2 separate regions of the Sus scrofa genome follow, and region 1 is linked to region 2. A link is a contact called in public HiChIP or PLAC-seq data. All regions are on one chromosome and are shown on one strand. Each heading gives the region's core, a stretch centred on a gene start, on an enhancer-like site or on the middle of the called end of the contact. The rest is flanking DNA. Distances are from core to core; before and after follow the strand shown.

The links. HiChIP or PLAC-seq counts read pairs in DNA pulled down with a chosen protein or histone mark.
Region 1: an H3K27ac HiChIP or PLAC-seq map of alveolar macrophages shows a contact between it and region 2. The contact joins two enhancer-like sites. A contact is called at or near these places in 1 of 47 Hi-C or Micro-C datasets (epiblast stem cells) and 1 of 2 datasets of contacts at active chromatin or transcription factors (alveolar macrophages).

Annotation. Positions count from the first base shown.
Region 1 is chr14:65,584,412-65,590,185 of Sscrofa11.1, forward strand. It overlaps ARID5B (AT-rich interactive domain-containing protein 5B), which reads left to right. Exons shown (of 10, transcript XM_021072755.1): 9 at 4,494-4,692. Among named protein-coding and RNA genes, the nearest start is that of MIR9836, 160 kb to the right of the region's middle. Within about 2 kb of position 1,885, at least 43 of the 83 cell types and tissues checked have an H3K27ac peak or open chromatin away from gene starts, as enhancers often do. A contact at or near this core is called in alveolar macrophages, where this site is marked.
Region 2 is chr14:65,383,225-65,388,229 of Sscrofa11.1, forward strand. No RefSeq gene overlaps it. Among named protein-coding and RNA genes, the nearest start is that of ARID5B, 23 kb to the right of the region's middle. Within about 2 kb of position 3,252, at least 2 of the 83 cell types and tissues checked have an H3K27ac peak or open chromatin away from gene starts, as enhancers often do. A contact at or near this core is called in alveolar macrophages, where this site is marked.

The sequences.
Region 1 (5,774 bases), core at 635-3,134, 200 kb after region 2:
GGGACTAGCAGATCTCTGAGATTACAATATTTCACTGGTTTGATACCATACAAGTACCTATGAAGTAACAAGGGTGAGTTTGAGGTTCAAATACAATCCTAAAGATCTGCTCCTTCCCCCACTCTTCAGGTTGAGTCAGTCCCAGACATTATTATAATATCATTTTTCAGAGCTCTATAAATAGACAGATTCTCATTTCTCTTAAGTACTGTTTGCTAAATGTTTTGGCCCAAAAGTTCAGTCATTCCATGCAAGCATTAATCAATACAGGAGACATTAGTGGTTACTCGTTCTGATGAGATTTGACATTATTTTTCCTCTGCCTGTGGGGAGGGGAGGAGGATGTTGCCTAATAAAGATGAAGGGTCTTTGCTTCTTTTGTATGAAATGCAAATGATGAGGACGTGTGCAATATACATTTCTCAAATGTGAGGCTGCTGCTTTTTGTTGAGAGAGAGGCAAGGCCCTGGAGGATTTTAGAATTTGTAAATATAAAATTATCTGCCTTCATGTTTAAAAAAAATAATAAAAGGGAGAAAGACTTGGCAGGTTGCCAGATTACTTACATTACAGTAATAGATTTGCTGACCTCTGACTTCTGCTGTAGAGAAATGTATTGAATTTTTCATAATATCAGATGAGGCAGATCTAAAAACCTAGTATACTGAGCACCATTATTTAACTTGAGATTTAACAAAGCCGAAATCTTTTCAAACCAGCAATTTCTTGTATGATGATAATTTAGTGGCTCAGACACTAATAAATCAAGGTTATAATGCCATTGATTTGTTAATTTTAACTTGGGTTGATTTTAAGTCATCTTTATTTAAAAAAAAAATAAAAGGAGGAGGAGGAAGAGGAGAAAAAAAATCTTGCTTTTCACAGTGACTGAATTTAATAAGAATCTCCGTGATAGCAAAAGGCTCCCCTACTGTTTCTGCTTTGGGGTGGAAAATGTTATTCTTGTATTATTCCTAGGGAAAAATAAAATCTCATGCTGCTACAAATCTTACGCCTATGGAAAGATATTTTTTTTTTTAATACATGATGGCTTACCTATTTCAGATCCATTAATGGCATCATAAATAAGCATTTTGCTAATCTGAAATGTGAAATCAGGATAATAGTAAAGGCCCATTTATCTACCCAGCTTTCAATGCACCGACTACATGTAGATGTAGGGGGTGCGGGGGGAGCTCTCTGGATTTTCTAATGAATATATTGCTTCTCTTCCCCATCACTTCCATCCACCAGAAATCCACACCACATTCTAAAGAGTTGCAGCCCATTGAAAATATTTCTCCTGGGTAATTAGTTCTTAGGGGCTGGGGTGCATTATTTGCTTTTATCTGTACAGTTTAGAAGCTGATTAAATCTTTGTTGTACTACAAATATTTGAGGAATAGTCATCTGCAAGGCACAGTCATGTTGCTTTAGACTAAATTCTTTATGCAATACAATGCTTCCTGCGTTGGGCCATGTTGACCTTAGGTTGGCTAACCTGTCTTTAGTGGTATCGCGTGTACGTTAAATGTTGAAATGTTCAGAAACCCGTAATAGCTCTCGTCCTCTTGTACTGTAAAAACTTCTAATAATCAGATGATAAGATCATATCCTGTGGGGTAATTGTGTTGTACCGTGACAGGATAACTGAAAAAACATTCAGTGAAAATCGCACTGAACGGAAATCACTACATGAACAGCGATTGTTCAGCTGGGTGAGACCACGCTCAATTCTTCAGGGCTTAGCTGGTCATATTTCTACTTGTTTCCTTTTAGCTGCTGCCTTTCTTGTTTTATTTTGGGAGCCTTTTTTTCCCTGAGCCACTATAATTATCTTTCAGTGATTTAGAAGGGGAAAAAAAAACACTCAATTGACCTTTACACACACACACAGACTACACACTCACTCACTCACAAGCACACTCCCTCTGGAAGCCTTGAACAAGCAGGGTTTGTGTTTGGATTCAGTTTTACCTTAGTCATGCCTCTTTCCAGATACAAGAAACATTTAATTCCAGATTTCCTGCTTCTGGCTTTAGGCCTTTGACCAGCAAAGTGAAATGTATTTTTTACTGCTGTCGGCCAGCCAGCTGCTGAGTTGAGTGAAGGGAAGGGGAAAAAAAAAAAAAAAAAAAAAGAAGGAAAGGAAAAGAATAGAAATGTTGCCCTACCTCTTGAACTTGCACAACTGTCTAAGAAATTCAATTTTCCTTAGCACCCATCTAGAAAGCTGGCTTGGCCCAGGGCTGTCAGGACCTGGTGGCCCTCCCACCCCCGTCCTCTGCTTCCTCTCACCCCCTTGCCAGGGGGGTGATGTCGTCGTCCTTTTTGCTGAAAGGAGCCCCTCATGGTGTCACCATGTAGATTAGAGAATAGAGTTGGATGGAGGGCGGTGCCAACAGACAGTAACCACTGGAATACCCAGACTTCAATGCTTGAGCGGTTCTCATGGCAACCAAACAAAAGTACAACAAACCTATCTGTCCTAACAATAAAAAGAGGTTTTCCTCAAAGTCAGTTTAAAATAGTTTTTTTCTAATTTGAAATAGTCAATGCATTTTACTCTGGGACAGAAATCCCCAACCTGCCACTGTTGAAGGGGATAAAGTCCCTGGCAGAACCATGCACATCAAAGCAATTAGGGGGGAATGTTGGGGACTTTACAGATGAGACAGAATACATTCAAGTATGAACAGGATTGCTTTTTTTTTCTCTCTTCTGCTTAGTTATGCTTTTTATTACATAAACAGTAACTGTAATATTACAGTGGGAAGCAGGTATTTGGCAGCCATATATTATTTTAGTAAGTCTACATAGAGAGAACAGTTTCCAGTTTTAGCAGCTGTAACATGTTTAAACTCAGTTTGTAATGGGATCTGAAGATAACTATTCCCCATGGGCTGTGCTGATCTTCACGGCTGGCCCACTGCCAGATGCAGGGCTCGAAACTATTATTCACGCCTCCTTGCACATACCTTGTCCGAGCATGCTCAGTAAGTGAGTGTTGTTTCTAAGATGCTATAAATTGGGATTTGATTTTCCCATAATTTACTTGGTCTTTTATTAAAGAGGAGACTATTTTGATCACAACTGTCCCCACGTCTGTACTCACAAACCTGAACAGTTGTGTATTTGTAAGCAGTTGAGATCCAAATTGCCTAGTTAGAAACCAATTTTAGGATAGCCAACAATTGCCCAAACCAAAGGCAGTTTTGCTTGGGAGTCTCCATTTAAAAATAATTAGGGTTCCCAATATTTGAACAGATTTATGTTGTTTATAAGCCAAGTACATTTTCTTCATTGAGTCAACTTGTCTTATTTAAAACAAATTATGTTTGCTCTATTAAAGTTCATATTTTTAAGGCTGAGTCTTGTATTAATCCCACAGTGAGTCATTAATCATACCAAATGCATTATAAAAACTTTAATCACTGAAGTTGAAACTGAGATTGTAATGCAATCCATCCCTTTTAATTACATCAGCTATTTTTCCCTTTCAGATCAAGCGCTATGTCGCAAAGGGAAAACAGATTAAAACGAGAGCTGTTTGATGTTTCTCTTTTTAGAGCAATTTTATGTACTTTGTTTAAAAAGTTATATAATTAAAATGCTTGAATTTTTCAGCCCTCTGATTTTTTTTGTGGCTGGAGTCTTCTGTCTGCCTCTCTTCTCCCTGGGGTCCTCTTTAACTTGGCACCCCACGACAGAGCTCCTCATCCTGGAGTCACCAATCTCCCTCAGAACCCTGGGTAACCTCTTTATTTAAGTGTTGTGTCTATATTTTGACATGGATAAAACATAAACGTTGGAGACAGGCAGAACTAGGTTCAAATTCCACATCTAGCAAATGGTGTGACTCTCGGGCAAATTATTTAAACTTTTGGGGCCTCAGTTGCCTCATCTGTCAAAAAGGGAATAATAATAGCAACAGTGATCATAATACTCCATAGGGATGTTATGGACATTACATGAACTAATCTATATGATGTGCTGAGGTCATTACCTGGCACATACTAGTACTTACTAGAATATAAGCCTCAGGAGCTTTGACCCTCTTGTTCACTGCTGTATCTTGGCACCTAGAACAGTGCCTGGCACATAGTTGGTGCTCAATAAACAGTGGTTGGCGGAATCATGAATGAATGGCAACTATCATTCTAGTCGCTGTTATTGTTGGGATGTTGTTACTGGCATTTAGTCAGGTTCCACAGATTGTGATAAAGATGTGACCTTGGATCCTTCCATTGGTATCCTCGCTGTATAGATGCACAAAGCCAGAAAGAGGGCTTGCAAAGAAGTAAGTTACCAGGTGCAGGTTTTGACTGGGGAGGTAGATTACTAACTTGTGGAAGTTTCTAGGAATGCACCAGCGGCACTGGTAATGAAGTCACTCAAAAAATGCTTGTATTGAGAAAAGAGAATAAACCCACAGCATCGACGCTACTAGAGTTGCCTGCCCTCATTGATCCTCTCTTCTGATTCCCTTTCAGATTAATCCTGCCGTATGAAAGGTTTATTAAAGGAGAGGAAGATAAGCCCCTGCCTCCAATCAAACCTCGAAAACAGGAGAACAGTTCACAGGAAAATGAGAATAAAACAAAAGTAGCAGGAGCCAAACGCATCAAACATGAAATCTCTAAGAGCAAGAAAGAGAAAGAAAATGCCCCAAAGCCCCAGGATGCATCGGAGGTGAGTTGTGTTCCTCCTCTGTGAAACACTCTGGGAGGGGGGTTCCTGCCTTGGGGTCCCCTGGAGCTCAGCATCCATCACTGTGTCCTTCCCAGGGGCAATGCTAGACTGAGAAACCAGATCCTCTACACCTCCCCCCTCCCCCACCAGTGAGCCTCTCGGGACAGTGCCCGGTGTTGAATGGGGAGGCCAAGAAGAGGGTCCATGGAAAAGCAACATTCTGCAGAAAACTGAGCACAGAGACTTTGAGACACAGGGAGTCCAAGCTTCGGCTCTGGAAGCCAAGGGCCTCTAATATAAATGATGCCGCGTCCCTGCCATCACATAACCAGAGATGTTGGTGTGACTTTAGAACACACACCACAGGGTCTGCCATGTCTCTGCAGGACTGTCCTGGAAACTGCAGAGATTGGTTTCCTCCCATTATTGACCTCTGGGCACTAGCCTTGGGTTGAGACCAGTTTAGAAACATCTTAAGTACATATTATTTATAGGGGAATTTTGAAATGGTTCCTCTGAAACCATTATTATCTTTCACGTTAACAGGTAGTTTCTGAACCTTTTAAAACAAGCCCCAGCTCCCACAGCCCCCAGCAGTACTTTGGTAGAAGCCATTACTGTCAGCGTACAGCCAGTCATGGAGGCTGATCTGGGCTCTGTTTCAACATGAATAATAAAAAAACTCTGCTGCCCATTTAAAAAATAAGAAACAAAACAACTTAGCAGCCACATTTGGAGACAGCGTGTTCTAGGATTCAACCCCAGAGGGAATTTTGGTGCTGATATTAAACACCCCCTAAAAATCAGGTTTATAATGAACACATAAGAGACTCCCTAATTAAACACTGGCTTAAAACACACACACACACACACACACACACACACTCTGAACTAGAAATTAGCTTACCCAAATGACTCCTGTGTAAGAAGATAATATTAACACAAAAAAGAGAAATCATTTTTATTTTTGTTTCATAAATATTCTAAGTTCTAGTAATTAAAAAGGGGGTGGGGAGGAAAATGATGCAGAGATTTCTAAACATCTGCAATCTTGCAACATAAATGGCCAAAAGCAAGGAAAT
Region 2 (5,005 bases), core at 2,002-4,501:
TTTAAAATATTGGAATCCCTGTTGTGGCTTAGCAGGTTAAGGACCTGATGTTGTCTTTGTGAGGATGCGTGTCTGATCCCTGGCATCACTCAGTGGGTTAAGCTTCTGGCGTTGCCTCAAGCCGCTGTGTAGGTCGCAGATGTGGCTCAGATCTGGCATTGCTGTGGCAGAGGCCTGCAGCTGAGGCTCCAATTCGACCCCTAGCCTGGGAACTTCCATATGCCACAGGTACAGCCTTAAAAAGAAAAAAGAAATTGCAAGCTCTCTGAAATCAAGACTTTGGATAGCAGTCAAGCCTGAGGAACCCAGACACTGAAAATTCGAAATATATCGTCCCTTGGAGGGAACTAAATATACCTTTGCACCAATGATGAAATCAAGACTCAATGCGTAAACAAGGCTTCAAGAGGAGTATAGATCCTATTCTCAAATTAGTCGTCAAAGCATTTTGCTCAGAACTTTTAAAATCATTTTCAAAGTAACCTCTTCCTATAAATAAGGAATATAGCAATTCTGAAATATTCTTTCCTCTTTTTTTTTTTTTATGCCAAGTCTCATAAGTGCCTATTCACAAAGTTTTGTTAACTGAGCTTCCTTAAGTAAAAATGTATTGGTGAGAAATCCCCGTCGTGGCACAGCGGAAAGGAATCCAACTAGCATCCATGAGGATGTGGGTTGGATCCCTGGCCTCACTCAGTGGGTCAGGGATCCAGTGTTGCCACTGGTTGTGGTGTAGATCACAGATGCAGCTTGGATCCCACATTCCTGTGGCTATGGTGTCCGCCGGCAACTGCAGCTCTGGTGTTGGAGCCCTAGTCTGGGAACTTCCATATGCCGCAGGTGCAGCCCTAAAAAGCCAAAAAAAAAAAAGTACTGATAAAAATATTCCCTTAGAATTATAAACTCTATTATACCAAGAATGAAAATTAGCTCTTTAAATACTCAATGATGGTGGGCCACTGGTTTAAGTGTTTTCACACACATCATCTCGTTTAACCTTTATGCCAACATAACCCCATGTTGGATTGTAGAGATTATTTTCTGTTTACCAGCAGGAAAACCAGGCTCAGAGAGTTTAAGTAACTTGTCCAGTGTCCTGAAGCTAAAAAGTGCCAGGGCAGGGATACAAACCAAGGATAACCTGATTCTAAAGCCCTTTGTCCTAACCATTTTTCTATTTTATCTCTTAATTAAGATTAGCTTCGGAGTTCCCACTGTGGAGCACTGAGGTAATGATCTGGTCTCTTGTGGTGTTGCCATTCTGGGTGCAGTGGCTTAAAAGATCCAACATTTCCACAGCTGTGGCATAAGTTGAAGTTTCAACTCAGATTTAATCCCTGCTCTGGAACTTCCATATGTTGTGGGTGCAGCTGAAAAAGGAGTGTGGGGGTGGGGGGTGGAAATTAGCTTTAATCCAGTTAGGACAATTTTTTTTCAGTGATAGACAGACAGTTCATCTTTGCTGATGACAAGAGATGTGAAAGTTTACTAACTGAATATGGAATCTAAAAGTAAGTAATCTAAACCTGTGCTCTTACAAAAAGCAGGGTTTTTAAAATCACTTATTTAATTTTTATTTTTATTGGAGTATAGTTGATTTACAATATTGTGTTAGTTTCAGGTGTACAGCAAAGCGATTCAGTTATATGTATACGTATATCTATTTTTTTCGGATTCCTTTCCCATATAGGTTATCAGAGAATATTGAGTAGATTTCCCTGTGCTATACAGTAGGTCTTTGTGGATTTTATGTTTTATATATAGTAGTGTTTATGTTAATCCCAAACTCCTAATTTATCCTTCCCACCATCTTTCCCCTTTAATAACCATAAGTCTCTTTTTGAAGTCCGTGAGCCTATTTTGTTAATAAGCTCATTTGTATCAATTTTTTTAGATTCTGCATATAAGTGATATATGATATTTGTCTTTGTCTGACTTACCTCACTTAGTGTGATAATCTCTAGGTCCATTCATGTTGCTGCCAATGGCATTATTTCATTCTTTTTTATGGCTGAGTAATATTCTGTTTCAGTAGGGACTTTGTTACAATGAAATTTGCTGGGAGAAAAAAAGAAATTTGCCAAAAAGATCAGTCTTCACATCATCAGCTGGCACATTTCTGGAAGACAGTGTCCACCCTTGACCAAATCTTTAATAAGTCCACTCTGCCTGGCTGACTCTAATCATCTGAGGAGGCCAGTGGAGGTTTCATTCTCATGATGACTTCCAAGGTCTGATTATTGCCAGAGAGCTGAGGTATTTTAGAAATGACCTGTGCAAGGTCACAATATCACCCAGCACATGAGAAGTGGGCATGGAAGTTTAACTCAGGAGATATTAGGCTCATCAACCATCTTCCCCTCGAACCTCTTCTTACACTGACCCATGCAGCAGCCCTGGCACTCCAAGGGAGGGGAAAAGACAAACCGCCTTAGTCTTTCCTGATCTCTCCCAAGAAAGAAAAGAGAACAAACTGGAAAGGGCAATGGAGTTGTTTCATGGTAATGCAGGCTTTCGAGGGAGCTGGCCCCAGTGTCAGGAATGTGCAACTCTATCTGCTGCTGATTTTCTCCCCCAAAGAGCAACCCTCTGGAACGTAAACGTCAACCAAGAATTGGATTTTTCTTACAATGTCAACAATTACTTTGTTATTAAAGAAAAAAAGCTAGGAGGGAGATGGCAGATGGGCACATCTGACAGGGGGGCAGGGAGGAGAGAGAGCAGTGTTCCAGGTAGTGGAGAAATTGTTCAAGGACAATTTGTGTGTGAAAATATAACCCCTGTAAATCTGCCAGAGCCAACAGGGCTGAAGACGAATCACAGAAATGTGTCGTCTCTCCCCAGCAAAGTTGACCACAGGCTTAATTTAGGTGCACGCCCTGTTTATGCTGGGTTTCAGATATTATTTTTTTAAGTGAGGCATGGGCAACAAAGAAGTAAATTGATACCAGTTCCCCTGCCTTGTCCCGTTAATAGCATCTTTTGCCTCCTGGCATTTTTAGAGCTTTGATTCAAAATACAAAAGTCTATGCCATAATCCAGACCAGCGAGCATATCATTGCCACGGCAATAGAATATTGGCCTAGGAGCAAGAGAGCCAACTTTTTTGTTCCCAGTGCCACCATCAACTTTCTTGTTCTTGTGGGCATGACTAAAAAGGATGGAAGAGCTGATCCATTATTTAGCCAGTTGAGAATTGCCTAAGCAGCTCATTCAACCCATTAAGAAAGATATAAGTCACATTAGGGCAGGGACTTTTTTCTTTTCCTATTCATGCTGTGTCCTAAGTGCCTTAACCATGACTAGTGCACAGTCAGAGAGCAATCATTATTTGTGGCATTAATAAATGAATCATCAATTCATTTATCCATCTCAAAGACAAATGCAAAATATGCATGGGTTTTCCTTCCATGGAATTGCAAACGATTCTCATTATTTCACTCAACTTTTACTCTGAGACCATGAGTAAACATATTTCCATATTACTTTAACTGCTTGTCCATGACTTTGGAAAAGGAAGTCATCTCTGGGAACATCCTTAAGTGGAACAAATACTGCCACTTAATTTTCAAACCCTCCCTACCAACTCTTTATTGCAGTGGCTCACTTTCTTAACTTCATCTGTTCACCAGCTTGGATAATATAGGTTACAGACAATTAAACAGAGCTCAGCTCAGAATTATTGCTCTCTAGATTATCAGATTTCAGTTTTATTTCATCATACTTTTTTAAATGAGCTGTCAGCTTTTCACAAGAGGTTTCTGAAGAGAGTCTTCTGAGACGACATTGGTTAAGTCACTTCTCCTTCCTGGGCCTCTGTTTCCTTATCTTAGATAGAAGACAGTTGGACCAGATTAGGGGCCCCAGTATGACAACACTCAGACAGATGGAAGCCATAGACGCTTCTTATTTGACCTACACCGGGATTTTGGTTTTCTGTGCCGGTGTGTGTGTGTGGCAAAGGGACATATGGGAGTTTCATTGCTTAGTTGCCAAAAGATGAAGAAATTTTCACATAAAAATCCAGAAATCTAAATTTCTCTCTTCTCTTTAGAAATCAGAGAACAACACTGGCAACACTGGGTCCAAAATCACATAGGACATTTAGGGGCTGTGCCCATTTCAGGTAGTTCGGCCTCACTGGATTTCCCAGTGCCCTCAGACCGGCATTACTCCTAAATACTAACCCTGAACCAGGTGAACGCTGAAATTCCTTCCAGAATAAGCCTTCTATTATTCCAGAATTGTATGAATATGTATACAATACTGTCAATTGGTATTAGGTCACTCCTAAGCATTGAATGAGAGTCGACATTGTATAAAATGTTGTATTGTCACTGTGATTTATTTTTGAAGATCATGGGGACACTCTAACAACTCTGAGTCTCAGCTTCCTCATCAGTAATGAGGAGAATGGGCTGTTAATCAATCAAGGTTCCATGCAACTCCCTGGCCTCAATTTGAATGTAGAGCTAAAGGATTAGACTACTACCTAAGTGGCTGTTTCTCAGATAGGCCCAGGTATTAACTCTGAATGTCTCTAAATGGTAACACTTTTCGCATTGACATTCTTCTAGGCAATGAAGTAGATAGTGTAAGTAAGACAGTACATTTCCCCCATGGGACTCAATAAAGCTATTTTTTATTTTGAATGGAAAATAAATACAGCCCATAAGTTTTGTTTATTTTTTCTGAGTAATCCCTTTCATTTCTCAAATTCTGTGATTCTGTATTTTGTTGTGCCTTTCCCCACCTAGAACAAAATCCTCCAAAATGAAATACTCTACAAATATCATATTGGTAGAAAAGAATAAAATTGAAATTGCCTAAATAGTCTCTAAATGCTTTTTTCTTCCTTAAAGTACAGTTGATCTACAATGTTGTGCCAATTTCTGTTGTACAGCAAAGTGACTCCGTCATATATATATATATATATATACATTCTTTTTTTTTAATATTCTTTTCCATCCTGGTCTATTCCAGGAGATTGAATACAGTTTCCTGT